Linked DNA regions of Mus musculus: region 1 is linked to region 2. The links are chromatin contacts, called in public HiChIP or PLAC-seq maps. All regions are on one chromosome and are shown on one strand. Each heading gives the region's core, a stretch centred on a gene start, on an enhancer-like site or on the middle of the called end of the contact. The rest is flanking DNA. Distances are from core to core; before and after follow the strand shown. Region 1 holds the start of Ggct (gamma-glutamyl cyclotransferase). Region 2 has its middle 65 kb from the start of Znrf2.

Region 1 (3,267 bases), core at 10-2,509, 240 kb after region 2:
CTAACCACAGCTATAATTTATCATTTATGTGGTATTTCTTTCCTGTACTTCACGTACTTGAACTCCAATCCTACACTCTTTGGAGTTTTAGATAGAGTACAGAGCGTGACTCCCACTTCTGAAACTTGAAAGGCTAGGAGCTAGTTATCAGATCATCTTGCTTGCTAAGTAAGGACGTGGATTCATGGTGAGATTTAGCCAATCAGGGCACCTCGCAGGGGCTCTCAATTAGTGCTGGTGTTTAAGATCATTAGGGACTCCACTCTAGGCTTCAGGAATTGCAGAACTGTGGCAAAGCAGCAGTCAGGAGTCAGTTCCATATTGTGCTTACTAGTTGAGGAAAGGTGTGGCCAGTTTCCAGAGCAGGGATGGCCCTCTCCTGTAATGCTGGTTGTGTATACACACACACACACACACACACACACACACACACACACACACACACACACACACACACAGTAGTCCACCTGTTTACTCAATCTTTCAGGTGAATCCATGAGCTCTCTAACAGCCTTCCAACACCCCTCCCCATTCTCCTTTCTGAAATCAGCTGGTTTCTGTTGCCTGAAATCAAGAATTGACAAGGTTATCAAAGTTGGCTAAAATTATTAAGGGCCCTACACACAATCAGATTGTACACCAGAAAGGTCCTCCAAATAGCTAGGCTGCTCAGTCATCCTTGTAACCCCAGCACTGAGTGCCAGAAGAATACGTATTAAAGAGGAAATGAACTATGGTCAAGAACACATTTTATCACAGTTAAAAGCTTATTGGGCTACTCTACTGAGGGAACGAACATTGCTATCAGTATTGAAGACACGGTTCCAGGTCTCAAGGCCAGGACGCTAAGATCCGAAGGAAAGGACAGGCAGAATTTCACAGAACTGTGGGATAGATAAGGTACGCACAGGACAGAAAGCAGCTAGTTCTCGACTAAGAAGCACCTATTAAAGGCATCTTACGGGATGCTCATAACCGGTGGAAAAGGGCAGCCAGTGGAGGGTTGCGAACTCCGACGGTGGCTAGAGGTTCCCGGCAGGAGTCGCAGCTAGCCCGCTCTCCAGGTCGCCCGCACAACGGCACTGACCTGCAGGCGCGCCACGCAGCAGAACACGGCCGAGGGGTTTCGCAGGTGGATCCTCTCGGTCAGGAGATTGCTGCCGTAGGCGAAGTACAGGAATGTCTCCCCCTCCTGGCCCGCATGGCCCTCACAGTCGGAGCTCGCCATGTCCACTTATCCACGCCAGCAGCGTCAAGCACAGAGAAGCCGGACTAGCGCTGCTAAAAAGAGCAGTGCGCCGCCACCCACGCGGTAGTGCAGAGCGGCGGGCGGAGCCGCACAGAGAGCGCGCTGAGGATTGGCTGCCGGCTTGCCGGCGTGAGCTAACTACCAGGATTGGCCTGTCTACAGCTCCTCCCGCCCACTGACGTCGCTTTTCTATTGGATGCATCCCTCGGATGTACGGCCCCCTGCCTGAGGCGCCGCTGATTGGCGAGTCTAACGGACAGCCCGAGAGTGGCTACTGGCGACTGTGTTTTCCCCACCTGGCGGCGATTGCCCAGGTCAACCAGTGGTGCGGTAGGCTCTGCGCCTGGTATAGAGGAGACAAGTCTCAAATTGCTGTCGGCCTAGCCTGGATCTTGCGGCAGTTCTCCTGCCTCAGCCTTCCTGGAATGGGAAGGCTGATCCTACAAGTTTTCTTAGGATCACTACCTGAAGTTGCCTCACTGCATACCAGGGTAGTCTTTCTCCCACGTTCAGATCCGGACATGCCATTTGCTAGCCAGTTGACTCTGTTCATCGTTGCAATCTATTTCCTCTTTTTAAAATAGAACGACACAAAACACCCATGTTGTTGCTCTTGAAATGAAGATAGGAGAGCAAACTGAAGGTCTAGAGCAATGACTGCCGTTGGCCCTCAGAAATTAATCTAAATTCAACTCCACACTGACAGGTGCCAGAATTCCTGGAGAAATGACTGAATCTTAGGTCAAAGCTGGGAGTGAAAATTACCTCTTGAAAGAACAATAATCCAGAAAATGAGAACCCCAAGATGAACAAGGTCATTCCTAAAAGACCATTCACTAGACAAAGCGAGAACAACTTAAGGAGCAGAACGACTGGAAACTCTAAAATGATCCCTAAATGTATGTCATTCCCTTCAGGAAGTAAACCAAATTAAAACAGAGAAGAGAACCATATTGCCATGCCATCAGTGGCTAACACTTCATCACTTTTAAAAAGTGGGTATTTAAGAAAATGAGTGTTCTGCCTTTCTAGTACCAACTGTATTTTTGAAAACCAAATAGCTGATGAGGAAGCAATTCTTTGCTTTTTTAAAAAAAAGTATACTGGCTAAATGCAGGAAATGGGGGTACTGGGATTAGAACATCTGTCTCTGGTGCAACCAAACTTCCCGTCAGGAGCATCAGGTCACAGGGATGTTTATAGAGTCTCAGTTATCCCCCAAGGCTCACTGCTAGTCATTGGACAGGAAGACCATGATTATTTGGGAAACCTGACCTCTCTCACCTGATAGCCAGTCAATCTGGTCACCAATAAAAGAAGACTATCCTGACACAGTCAGAAAGCAACATGAAGCTGGGCATTGTGGACTGCACCTTTAATACCATCACTCGAGAGGCAGAGGCAGGCAGTTCTCTGTGAGTTCAAGGCCAGCCTGGCCTAGAGAGTAAGTTCCAAGATAGCCAGGGCTGTTATACAGAGAAACCTTGTTTTGAAAAACAACAACAACAATAATAACAACAACATGAAGCAACACGAAGCCCCCACATCTGTGAACTACAATTTACAAAGGATTTTTAGCCTCAAAAAAAAAAGCCTTTTATCTTTTATATCACCCTCTTCCAGAAACCATTCATGTATAAGAACAAATGGCAATAGAAGAAAACAGTGAAGAACACCTTGAACTTATCTCTTACATTGTTGTGATTAAAAATAAAAGGTAAGGCTGGGGCCAGCTACATGGATCTGGAGGTAAAGCACTTGCTACCAAGCCTGCAGACAGTTACATCTCCAGTACCCATAAGGTAGGAAAAACCCAGCTCCTGCAGGTCTCCTCTGACCCCTACGTGCATACACACACACACTCTCTCTCTCTCTCTCTCTCTCTCACACACACACACATACATACATACACACACATACACACACACACATACATACACACACATACACACACATACATACACACACACATACACACACACACACATACACGCACACACACACAATAGGTAAGCATA
Region 2 (3,381 bases), core at 391-2,890:
TGGGGGCAGAGAGACAAAGCCATTGTGTGTCTGATGCTTAGTTTTGCTGACTTTCTTCCCTGTTCTCAGAACAGGCAGCATTTTGAAACTTCTGAAATGAGAACTTGAACTGATCCAAGACAAACTGTCCCAGCTAGGTCAGTAAAGGACTCACCTCATAAACATGAGGCCTTGGGTCTGGGTTCCCAGAGCGCAAGGACAGAAAGCCAGATGTGGTGACACCTGCTTCTCATCCCAGCAATGCCAAGAGGGGAGGTGGAGCTAGGTAGATTTCTGAAAGCTTACTGGCAGCCAGCCTTGCCTGTAAGTGAGAGACCCTGTCCCCAATACAATTTGGAAGGTGCCTGTGATGATTAATCTCTTCTGTCAACTTGATGGGATGTAGAGTCACCTGGGAGACCAGTTTCTGGGCGTGTCTATAAAGGAGCATCTAGATTGAGCTAATGAAGGTAGGGCTCATCCTAACCACGAGTGGCTCAGTAGGCAGGGGCCAAAAACTGAACAAAAAGGAGAAGGCTAAGTAAGGGAGCTCAAGCATCCATCACTCTGTTGGCTGCCGACTGACGAAGAAACAGGACCTGAGGCTTCATGATCCCGCACATGCCTTTCCCACTGACTATATCCCCCAACACCATGAGCCAAGACAAAGCCTTCCATTCTTGAGTGACTTCTTGTCAGGTGTTTGATCACAGCAAAGAGAGGTTTAACTAATCTAGCTCCCCAACAATGACACCTGGGCTTATCTTCTCAGTTCCACATGTACATACAAACCCTCGCATAGACCAACACTCACATACAGATAAATGTGCACACAGAAAAAGAGGACAGGGAAAGAAAGTAGGGAAGGGAGACAGGCTGCTTAATAAAAATGCATACAAAAGCATGAGAACAGAGAATGAAAGGCAGTGACCTGCTCAGAGACAACGCCGCTGAAGGCCTTGACTCTCCTCGCTCACCACTCCACACAACATGGCTCATACTTGCCAATTCCCACTGCTGGGACCTGCCAGGCCAGTGTTTCATTATAATGTTGGCCCTTAAACAGTACATTTCTTCATATAATGATGACAGGATTTCATGAATAGAAATTAGGCCTTGGACCAAGTTTATAATAAACCACAAGTTTCGTTACGCAGGTGAGGAAAAGGGACCAGCTGCCGAGTGATGTATTTGCCATGTAGCAAGAAGGAAGCTCTGAGAAGTTGTTTAGAAAAGGTGCCATGGTGATGTCTGACAGGCTCCAGGCATCTTTCTCTTGGGGGTGGATGCGTAGGAGGACAGTAAGAAACTAAGGCTAAAAAAAAAAAAAAAAAAAGGCAATTGGGTAGAAATTCTTCCCACCTCTGTTGAGCCAAGTCATATAGCCCCTAGAGAAATGACACCAGCATATAATGTTTATTAAATGTGAGAGGAAAGCATAAAAATTATTTTTCTATTCAAGCCTAATTTAAGATCTATGTGAGGAGCTGGGGGATTTTTTCCCCTCCTGTTGAACAACGAACAAAAGGGCCTATTAATGTTAGGAAGTGACCTCAGTGTGGTTAAAAATATTTGTGTTGCTTCTGTGTAGAATGGCAGGCAAACACGCCCTTCCCAACCTGTGTGGGCAGCAAGAAGCAAACAGAAGAGAGAAGAGGAAGTGAGGGTCAGGGCAGATGACAGACTTGGATCAACACCAGTGCTTTCCAGAGAGCTTGTGAGGCTTCGGGTTCAATAACTGTGCCTCTGCCAAGGGCTGGGCCCCACCTGTCCATCAGCAGGGTTGGTGCCTGAGCATAGGGCATGCTTCTGAGCTTTCTTTCCCTTGGTCCTTCATGCCAGAGCCATCTCCATCCTTGGCTCCTTCTAGAAGTGCAAGTCAGACTAAATTCATACCCTGTGTCCTGAACTATGACCCATTCGGTTTCCTTTAAGTTTCCTCTTAGTCTCCTAAATGGAATTGGGTACTGTTTGCTTCAATATAAAACAGATACATATAAAGTCAAAACCCTCAAGTAATATGACTTTTAATCTAAGCCTTCTTATTGCCAAGTGAAATTTGTCTCTAAGCCAGGTGTGGTGCTGTGTGTTGTAAACCCTGCACTCTGAAGCCCGACAAAGAAGGATTATCAGGAAGTCTGAAATCAGCTCGGTCCACCTAGCAAGAATCAGGTCTTTGGGCTGGGCAGTGGTGGTGCATGCCTTTAATCCCAGCACTTGGGAAGCAGAGGCAGAGGCAGATGGATTTCTGAGTTTGAGGCCAGCCTGGTCTACAGAGTGAGTACCAGGACAGCCAGGGCTACACAGAGAACCCCCCCCCAAAAAAGAATCAGGTCTTTGGCACCTTTAATAAATGCTTGGGACCCTTGCCAGCTCTTAGGTTTGTACAGATTTTATTTCAGATGCTGTCTGTGGCTTCTATTGTCTTCTCTCACTGTGAGGCACTTAAGAGGAGGTGGCAGGTGGTGTTAGTACCCTCTCCCCACTGACAGGGTAAGATAAATGTTCCTTTTCCTTTCATCCCAAACAGATGTTTATAGCAAACACAGTATATGGCTTTTCTATTGTAGACAAGCATAGGAAAATTAAAATCTCTGTTATGGTACAGGCCCCCAATCACAGTTAACATATGGCTGTATTTCCATCCTACATCACCCGGAGATCATCCCTCTATACTAGACAGTTCGAGGTTTCAGGACCCAAGCCCCATACTCTGGGAAACCCCTATAAACCCTTCATGTTCTCAGATACCATCTTTAAGGCAGCAAGCTAAATTAGGGGTGCACTGTGTGATATGTCCAAGAGAGAAAGCCGGGCTGCCCATTAATACAAGCCCGCAGCTTGCTTAGCAAGCATCCTACCAGACACCCTAACACCCACACATGCAGTCAGGTGGCATTGAGCTGGTTCTAAAAGTTTTGGGGGTTTTTAGCTGATATTTATCTGTAGAAACAGAATTGTAAAGACACACCCTAGAGCTACTAAAAACAAAACAAAACAAAACAAAACAAAAACAAAAACAAAAACAAAACAAAACAAAACAAAACAAACAAAAAAAAAAAACCCATGCTGACCAACAATGTGAGAACTGGCTCACAGGAGTTCTGCAGACTGCTCCTAAACCCTCTGGTCCAGTTCTCTTTGAGAACTAATCCTTTGTTGGAGATCCCTTCCCCTTTTTGGGGGGTCCCCCTAAATTCTAAGAGTTTGAAAAGTCAGTTGCAAGAAAGGACTTGGGCAGGAAAGGCACATCTTTCCCCGAGTGCTGCATCTATGGAGTTAGCTGAAATCATGGGCTAGGAACTGATCTGAACCCAGGTTCAAATCCCAGGTCTGCCCCTTGTTAGCTGTGTGTGTTTAAGTGGGCTGGCTACTCACTGCCTTCAGTCTTAATTTTCTTAT

What was found. HiChIP or PLAC-seq counts read pairs in DNA pulled down with a chosen protein or histone mark.
Region 1: a FOXA1 HiChIP or PLAC-seq map of pancreatic cancer cells shows a contact between it and region 2. The contact joins the promoter of Ggct here to the enhancer-like site in region 2. A contact is called at or near these places in 8 of 39 promoter capture datasets (3T3-L1-derived adipocytes, the C10 cell line, hematopoietic stem and progenitor cells and 4 more), 1 of 484 Hi-C or Micro-C datasets (uterus), 8 of 115 datasets of contacts at active chromatin or transcription factors (bone marrow-derived macrophages, double positive thymocytes, embryonic forebrain and 4 more) and 3 of 9 other capture datasets (adipose tissue, embryonic stem cells and liver).

What each region holds. Positions count from the first base shown.
Region 1 is chr6:54,991,608-54,994,874 of GRCm38.p6, forward strand. It overlaps Ggct (gamma-glutamyl cyclotransferase), which reads right to left and starts at 1,260. Exons shown (of 4, transcript NM_026637.3): 1 at 1,088-1,260. The coding sequence starts at 1,228. RefSeq lists an enhancer at 1,475-1,504 and a cis regulatory region at 1,485-1,494.
Region 2 is chr6:54,750,606-54,753,986 of GRCm38.p6, forward strand. No RefSeq gene overlaps it. Among named protein-coding and RNA genes, the nearest start is that of Znrf2, 65 kb to the right of the region's middle. Within about 2 kb of position 1,641, at least 53 of the 459 cell types and tissues checked have an H3K27ac peak or open chromatin away from gene starts, as enhancers often do. A contact at or near this core is called in adipose tissue, bone marrow-derived macrophages, neural stem cells and 3 more, where this site is marked.